Regions from separate parts of the Sus scrofa genome. Here region 1 is linked to region 2. A link is a contact called in public Hi-C data. All regions are on one chromosome and are shown on one strand. Each heading gives the region's core, a stretch centred on a gene start, on an enhancer-like site or on the middle of the called end of the contact. The rest is flanking DNA. Distances are from core to core; before and after follow the strand shown.

The links. Hi-C and Micro-C count contacts between places; a contact is called where the count stands out from the background.
Region 1: a Hi-C map of heart right ventricle shows a contact between it and region 2, with 4 times the contacts expected there. The contact joins the promoter of SNX13 here to the promoter of AHR in region 2. A contact is called at or near these places in 3 of 47 Hi-C or Micro-C datasets (embryonic fibroblasts, heart right ventricle and liver).

What each region holds. Positions count from the first base shown.
Region 1 is chr9:87,085,816-87,089,268 of Sscrofa11.1, forward strand. It overlaps SNX13 (sorting nexin-13), which reads right to left and starts at 1,385. Exons shown (of 26, transcript XM_005667667.3): 1 at 543-1,385. The coding sequence starts at 1,142.
Region 2 is chr9:86,509,874-86,513,193 of Sscrofa11.1, forward strand. It overlaps AHR (aryl hydrocarbon receptor), which reads left to right and starts at 1,993. Exons shown (of 11, transcript NM_001303026.1): 1 at 1,993-2,168. The coding sequence starts at 2,104.

The DNA of each region.
Region 1 (3,453 bases), core at 135-2,634, 580 kb after region 2:
AGGGAGGTGACATAACTGGGCTATCCAAGTGTCCCCTGAGAAAAAGGTCCTCTTCACCAAGTAGTCAAAGTAGGGGGTGGGAAACAAGCCAGTCTGGCTGAGTGACAAACCCAGGATGCTGACCGAGCTTGGAGGTGGAGGGCCCTGGAGGCCAGGACCCGAGAAGGCAGAGACCTCGGACAAACCGTAGGGGAACAGGAACCAGCAGCAACGCAGAGAGACCTAACGCTGCCACAGAGAGCGTGTAAGGAGACGCCACGAAGGGAGCGGCAGGTTAGGCAGTAGCGACAGCAGGAGGAAGATCAGTGCCAGGGGCAAGTGGCAACTGCGAAAGAGGCACAGGAAGCCAGAGGTGGTGGGACTCTGTTGAGTCAGCACAGCTCTTATTCAGGGGGCACTTGTAGGACCCCCGCTGCTCCTCCGGCCCCAGGGCCTGCTGCCTATGGTCCGGCCTGGCGGCGGCAGAAATGATGTTATCTGACTAGCCGGGGTCGGCCCCTTCCCCATTTCACGGGTAAACACTGGCCGCCGTCGCCGCTTACCTCTGTTAACATTATTACACCCCGGGGAAGTGAGCTCCTCCCTAGCCTCGCCGCATGGCAACAGCCGTAGCAGCAGCGAAAACTGCCCAAGCCGCCGCCAACGGCGGCGACAGCTCCTTCAGTCCTCTCCCGGGCGGCGGCTTTACTCGGCTTCGCTGGCTTCCCCCCGGCCCGGCTGCTCGCGACGGACGCGCCGCCATCTTGGAAGAGCGACGTCCGCGTCTCCCCGCGACGTGCGCTCCCATTGGCGGGCGCCGGGGCAGCTGGCGTCTCGTGACTGTCGCCATAGCGCCGGCGCGCGAGGAGGCGGAGGCGGATGGCCGGAGATCCACTAGGCGCCTGCTTCAAGGGTTCCGCCGCTGGGCTCACTGGCCGACCGGGGACCGAGGGGAGTTCAGAAACGCCCCAGCGCTGGGTCCACCTGGGAGCAGGCGTGCATGCCTGCGGCGGCCGCTCTTCCTCCGCCGCACGCCGGGGTCGGCTGACCCTGGGGTGGAGCAAGACCGGCGGCGGCCGAGACTTGCACTGATGGCGCTGTGAACCTCCCGCGTCTCGGGGACAAGGCGGCAGATGTCCAGTAGAAAAACTTCCCTCTCGCATTTCCCTGGCTCCGCGGCGACCAAAGAGCAGAAAGGGGATGTTCGGCTTCCTCCACGGTCTGGGCTTAAATGTGATCTGACACTTCTCCCCGCTCAGCCGCTCTCTCCTGCTAAACTTTGACAGAAACTTTCCTTTGTCTTTACCAATCCTTAGCAAGTTCTCTACTGGGGTGCGCGACAGGTTGTGGAAGTGATACCAGCATATCAGCTTTACTTTCGCTGATTTGGTGATTGGCCAGCACCTGTATAACAACGAGGGCTTCGTCTTGCTCCTCATAAAAGACCTCTTAAAAAAAAAAAAAAATCTAAGTCTAAGCCTATTTTGCTTTTTAACCGCAATCTGTGCTTTACTAGTTTCTTGATACTGTGTGTGTGATGGTGAGCAAATTTCAGCAGGTATTGACACAAATAGTCCCAACTTAATGCAACAGTGTGCATAAAAGCCCCTGAATCTGTTGCTAGATGAGTTACAATGTGTGAAAATAAATGCAATCACCTCTACCTGAATTGTAATGGTTGTAATTTACCTGAACCTGCTGTCAAAGTGTGTGTTGCCCTGCTGTACGTTAGAAACAAGTTTACAAGGAAATTGACAAGTGAGTTTTCAGACTTGACACACAGAATCCTTCCATCTCTTTTAAGGTGAAACAAAGGCATTCTGTAAAGCTAAGAATCTCCCGCTTCCCCTTTCTTAACAATAGTACTATTGTGTAAAATGAAATTTACTTAATACATTACTTTTAAATTCTCAAACCCTTAAGTAAAGGCCTTACAAACCTTGTGTTACCTCCGTTGTGTCTTCATCAAGGAAGCCGAATGGTTCATTTTGGTAGGTGGGAATTCAAAATAAATCCTGATTTTACTCAGTTCAACTAATTGAGAAAAGTAGTTTTGCTGTTGTTTTACTTTCAATTTTTTTTTTTTTTTTTTTTTTTTTGTCTTTTTGTCTTTTTGCCATTTCTTGAGCGGCTCCCGCGGCATATGGAGGTTCCTAGGCTAGGGGTTGAATCAGAGCTGTAGGCTCAGTGGGCCTAACCCACTGAGCAAGTCCAGGGATCGAACCATCAACCTAACCTCATGGTTCCTAGTAGGATTTGTTAACCATTGAGTCACCACAGGAACTCCTTGCTGTTGTTTTAATCTTCATCTGATATATAATTTCCATATTACTGGGCCGGCAAGATTCTGACCTCTGCAACAGAAAAAAAATCTGTTACTGGTATTGACAGAATAAGCCACAAACAGAAAATAAGATTGGAAAATACTATCTGGCCTAAGACATTAAGGGAAATGAAGAGATACTAGAGACCACAAGGAACCTGGAAAAAGATAACTGTTCCAACCTATAAATAAGAAAACAGAGGAGGCTTATCAATATTTAAGACACCAACTAGTAAATTAAAACTGTAATTTAGGTGTCTGGCCTGAGTAGTCTTCTTTCACATTTTCCTCATGCCAGAAGCAAAGCATTTTTACTTATTTTTAAGGTAAAATAACTGTAGACACAACTTGAGATCTGTACCAACCTGTGAAATGACATTAATATGCTTTTAACATTTAGAAGTTTGTCCATAAACCTAGAAGCAAGCCAAATTCATTAACTCCAGGTTTTCTCAGCCAGAATTCTTTCTGTGACCTAAAAAAAAAAAAAAAAAAAAAAACCTATGCTGACTAGCCTCCCTGTCCCAACCCACATGCACCTCTCTGACCTCATTTCTAATAAGCACTTGGTTCTAGCTATCTTGCTCCTGTAACTGTAAGGCATCCTCTAGCCTGGGGCATTTTCACTGACTAGTCTCTTTATCTGGAAGGATCTTTCCACCAAAGACCTACAAGCTATATCTCTCACTTCTGTTTCATCTTTGCTCAAATGTCACCCTTTTCAAGGAAGCCTACTAGAACCATCCATTTAAAATGTTGCCCCTACCCCAGCTTCCTCCTAAAAGACCCAGAAAGGAAAAGGCCTAATTAAAACATCGAAAACAAAATCCTTGGTGTTGAAAGAATTTTTTTAATTGACCATTGTGTGTTCTTATCTTGAAATAGTGGGGGAATTACTTTTACTGTCACAAACATGCCAGAGAAATTTATAATAGAATTTTAAACTAAGCCTTTCCCTTCACCTTATATCACTGCTGACATTTTCAGTGGTGGTAAAAGGATGGGAGGGAAAATACAGATTATATATATATATATAAAATTATATATATAACATAGATATATGTTTTTTTAAAAAACTTGTGTGTGTGTGTATATGGTGGACATTAGTCAAAGTTAATTTGCTAGTGAGGAAAACAACAAAGTAAATAAGA
Region 2 (3,320 bases), core at 743-3,242:
AACAGAAAAGTAATATACTCTCAGGGAATATTGCAATGGAGAGGTACAGGATTCAGTGTGGTCTCCTAGTAGATTCTTAGCACATATCCATTACTCTCAAAATATCTCTTGAATGAATAAAGTGTGGAGGGGATAATACCCACAAAATTTGGGTTAGGAATCACAAATGATATGGCATTTGAGCTGGGCTCTCTCTGTTATTATTAAAGAATAAGGTGGAGGGAGATGAATTAGGAATTTTGCAAAGCACAAAATTTAATAGTATTTGCTGGAATATTTAGATATAAGTGGAAAGAGAGTTGAAGATGTTTCATAGGTGGATTAGAGAAAATTTTCAGCTAAAGAAAACAATGAGTTCAATTTATCAACATTGTGAATCTGAGGTAAAACTCACCAGGTGGAAATGGCTTGATGACGTTTGAAAATGTAGGAATGGATATGGTGTGAGATGTCATCTGGATGTCCCAGTCTGGATGCCTTTCTGCTCCTGACAAGCAAATGTACTCCTCTCACTGTGCTCCCTACTCTGGTTAACAGCGCAGAAGGAGTCAGAAATCTTGGGGTCATTTATGATCGCTCTCTCTCTCCATGTATTTCCTTATTGTCCATCTTTTCTTCCTTTTCTCCATCCCATTGTCACTTCCCTGGATTTTACCTGGACTATTTCAACTCCCTTACTACTCTCCCTGCATCCAATCTTTCTCTCCTGTAATCCAGTTTGCACTTTCCTTCCAGAGTGACTTTTGTGAGACACCGGAATGTTGCTTTTCTGCTATGCATCTTTAAAAGGCTTCCATTGACTACAGAATAAAACCTGGACTCTTGACCAAGACTTTATGATTTGATCCTAGAATTCTTGAATCTCATTTCCAGTTTTCTCTCCAACCATACCAGACTACTTATCCTTAAATGTCTCCTGCAGCTCTTCTTCCTTTCCACCTTATTGAAATCTCAGTATAGAGTAACAAAGTTATTCTGGCTGGGCAAAAGATATTATACTGTTTATTGTGGAGACAAAAAACAAACCAAAACAAGAAGACAAGAAAACGCCTTGCCTTCAGGTTGAACTCAGATGTGGCCTCCTGAAGCTTTCTCTAGGAATATTTATAGTTCCACTGGTTATCTGCCAGCTGACAGTAATTCTTAGCCAAAAATTGAGTTACTGTCTCTTTTATAGGTAAGGTTAAGTTCACTATTTAGCACATCTGTCCTTGAGATTGTCTAGTTACAAACAGTTTGGCTACAAGTAATTTGTTGTCAAGTATCTTTCTGAGTATCTTTCTGGGTTGGAAGTGTGTCCACATAGCCCTTACCTTGACCTCAATAAGATGGCTACTGGGGGGTGTCATTACGTCTTACGTCATCACGTGTCGGGAAGGTGGTTACTAAGAGAATGTAATGAGGGCGGGGCCAAGTAGGACGGGGCGGGGCTATGAGGAGCTGGGCGGGGCTGGAGAGGGGTCGGGGGCTCTTCTGCTATTCAGCCGGTGCGAGCAGCGGCGGGAGGCAGCGCAAGGCGAGGCCACTCGACGCTAGGTGCCGAGAGCGTGTCCGCGACCACCGGCTCGGACAAGAGGCAGCCGCGTAGCCAAGCGGAAGCTGGTGGTACCGGGAGCGGAGGCCGGAGCCCAAGCTCCCAGGCGGGAAGCACCCAGGATCGGGGAAGCCCCGGGAGCAGCGCGGCGGCGCCTCCCTGACCCAAGGGGCCGCAGCGACGGTCACGGGGCGCGGCGCCACAGCGCGCGACCCAGGCCGGGATTCCAAACAGGCAGCAGAGGCTCCTCCTCCATTCAGGCCGCCTCACCTGCGGGCAGCGCCGCGCCCCCTCCGCTGGTATAGACGGCACCTGCGCCGCCTGGGTCACCGGTCTCCGCCCCTCGCCCCCCGGCGCCAGGCCCCGGCGGCGCACCTGGACGCGCGGAGCTGCGAGACCCAAGGCTCAGGCCGGGTGCGGCGTCTTTGCCACCGCCCAGGGAGCGCGCAGGTGGAGCGGGCGCGGCTGTGTGCAACCGGGCCCCGGCCGCTGCCGCCGTCCGGGTCGCCGCCGGGTCTCGAAGACCGGGCTGTCTGCGCTCGGGGAGGAGCCGCCGCCAGCCAGGCACCATGAACAGCAGCAGCGCCAACATCACCTACGCCAGTCGCAAGCGGCGGAAGCCCGTGCAGAAAACGTGAGTGTCCGGAGTGCAATCTCGAGGCGGGGTGGGCGCTCTGGTGCGCGGGTGTGGGAGGCGGCCCCACCCCGCCCCCAAATCCCCGCGGTCAGGGGATTAGGTCCCTTCTAGGCGCAGTCGGTGGAATCGAGATTTGGAGGCGGGTCGAAAGACCCGGGCTTTGGATTTTTCCGTGTTTAATTATTGCATTCAAAAAATTGTACCGCTCTCCAGCGCACACCCACCCTCTCACACCCCACTCGTTTGCTGCACTGTTCACTGTGCTGTGGTTCTATTATGTTGACAGCTCTGGTCTGCCTTGTGGGGTTGGTGGATTAGTTAACCTAAGCTTGTCTTGAAATCCCCTTTCACATTTAATATCCTCCTCGCTTAGGTTAGAGGACGGTCACCATTCTCACTCCTGGTAGGGCGAGATGCTTTAAAGAGCTAAACACGTGCTTTCTGCAAGAAGGGGGCCGAGTGCCTCTGAAGGTATTTTTTGGTCCAGTGCAGCGGGCTTTCTGTTGCACTCTTATTTACTTATTTGGCAGTAAATTTGTATTGCTCAGCGTGAACATATCGGTAAAATGTGTAGAGATGGTAGCAGGTTTGAGAGAGTAGTAGACAGGATACAGGAGCGGATTTGTATTTTCAGCCACCTTTTGGGGGAGCTTTCTTATAACTTTGGAGGTGGTTTTAGGGTCTGTAAAGTAAAAGATTTGAAGCTGGAATCGTTGAAACAGACGTTTTCATTCTTAGCATCTTTCTGTAATTCCCTTTCCCCTCCACTTCCAAGTTTTGTCAATTCTGATAGATTACAAACTTGGACTTTTTGTTTGTTTTGGTGGTATATTTGTGTGAGATGGCAAATTCTTTAAAGTAATTGTTGTCAGGAAAAAGAAAAATCTGTGCTCGAGACAGATTTACTTTTGTGAGTTGGCAGTATTCATGTGTTTATTTCTCATTATTATCCCTGAGTTATTTTACTTCACATTTTTCAAAATTTCAGAGACAATTTTAAGAACACACTCATTAAACGTTTACTCAAAACAAATCAGAAGTGTGCATTTGGCTTAAAACTTAATTTAGGTCACTAGTCCAAACCAGAAAAATAATAGATTATGTTTAGTATTCAAGACCAATTTAAAAGTTTCATTATTCTGGAGTTTT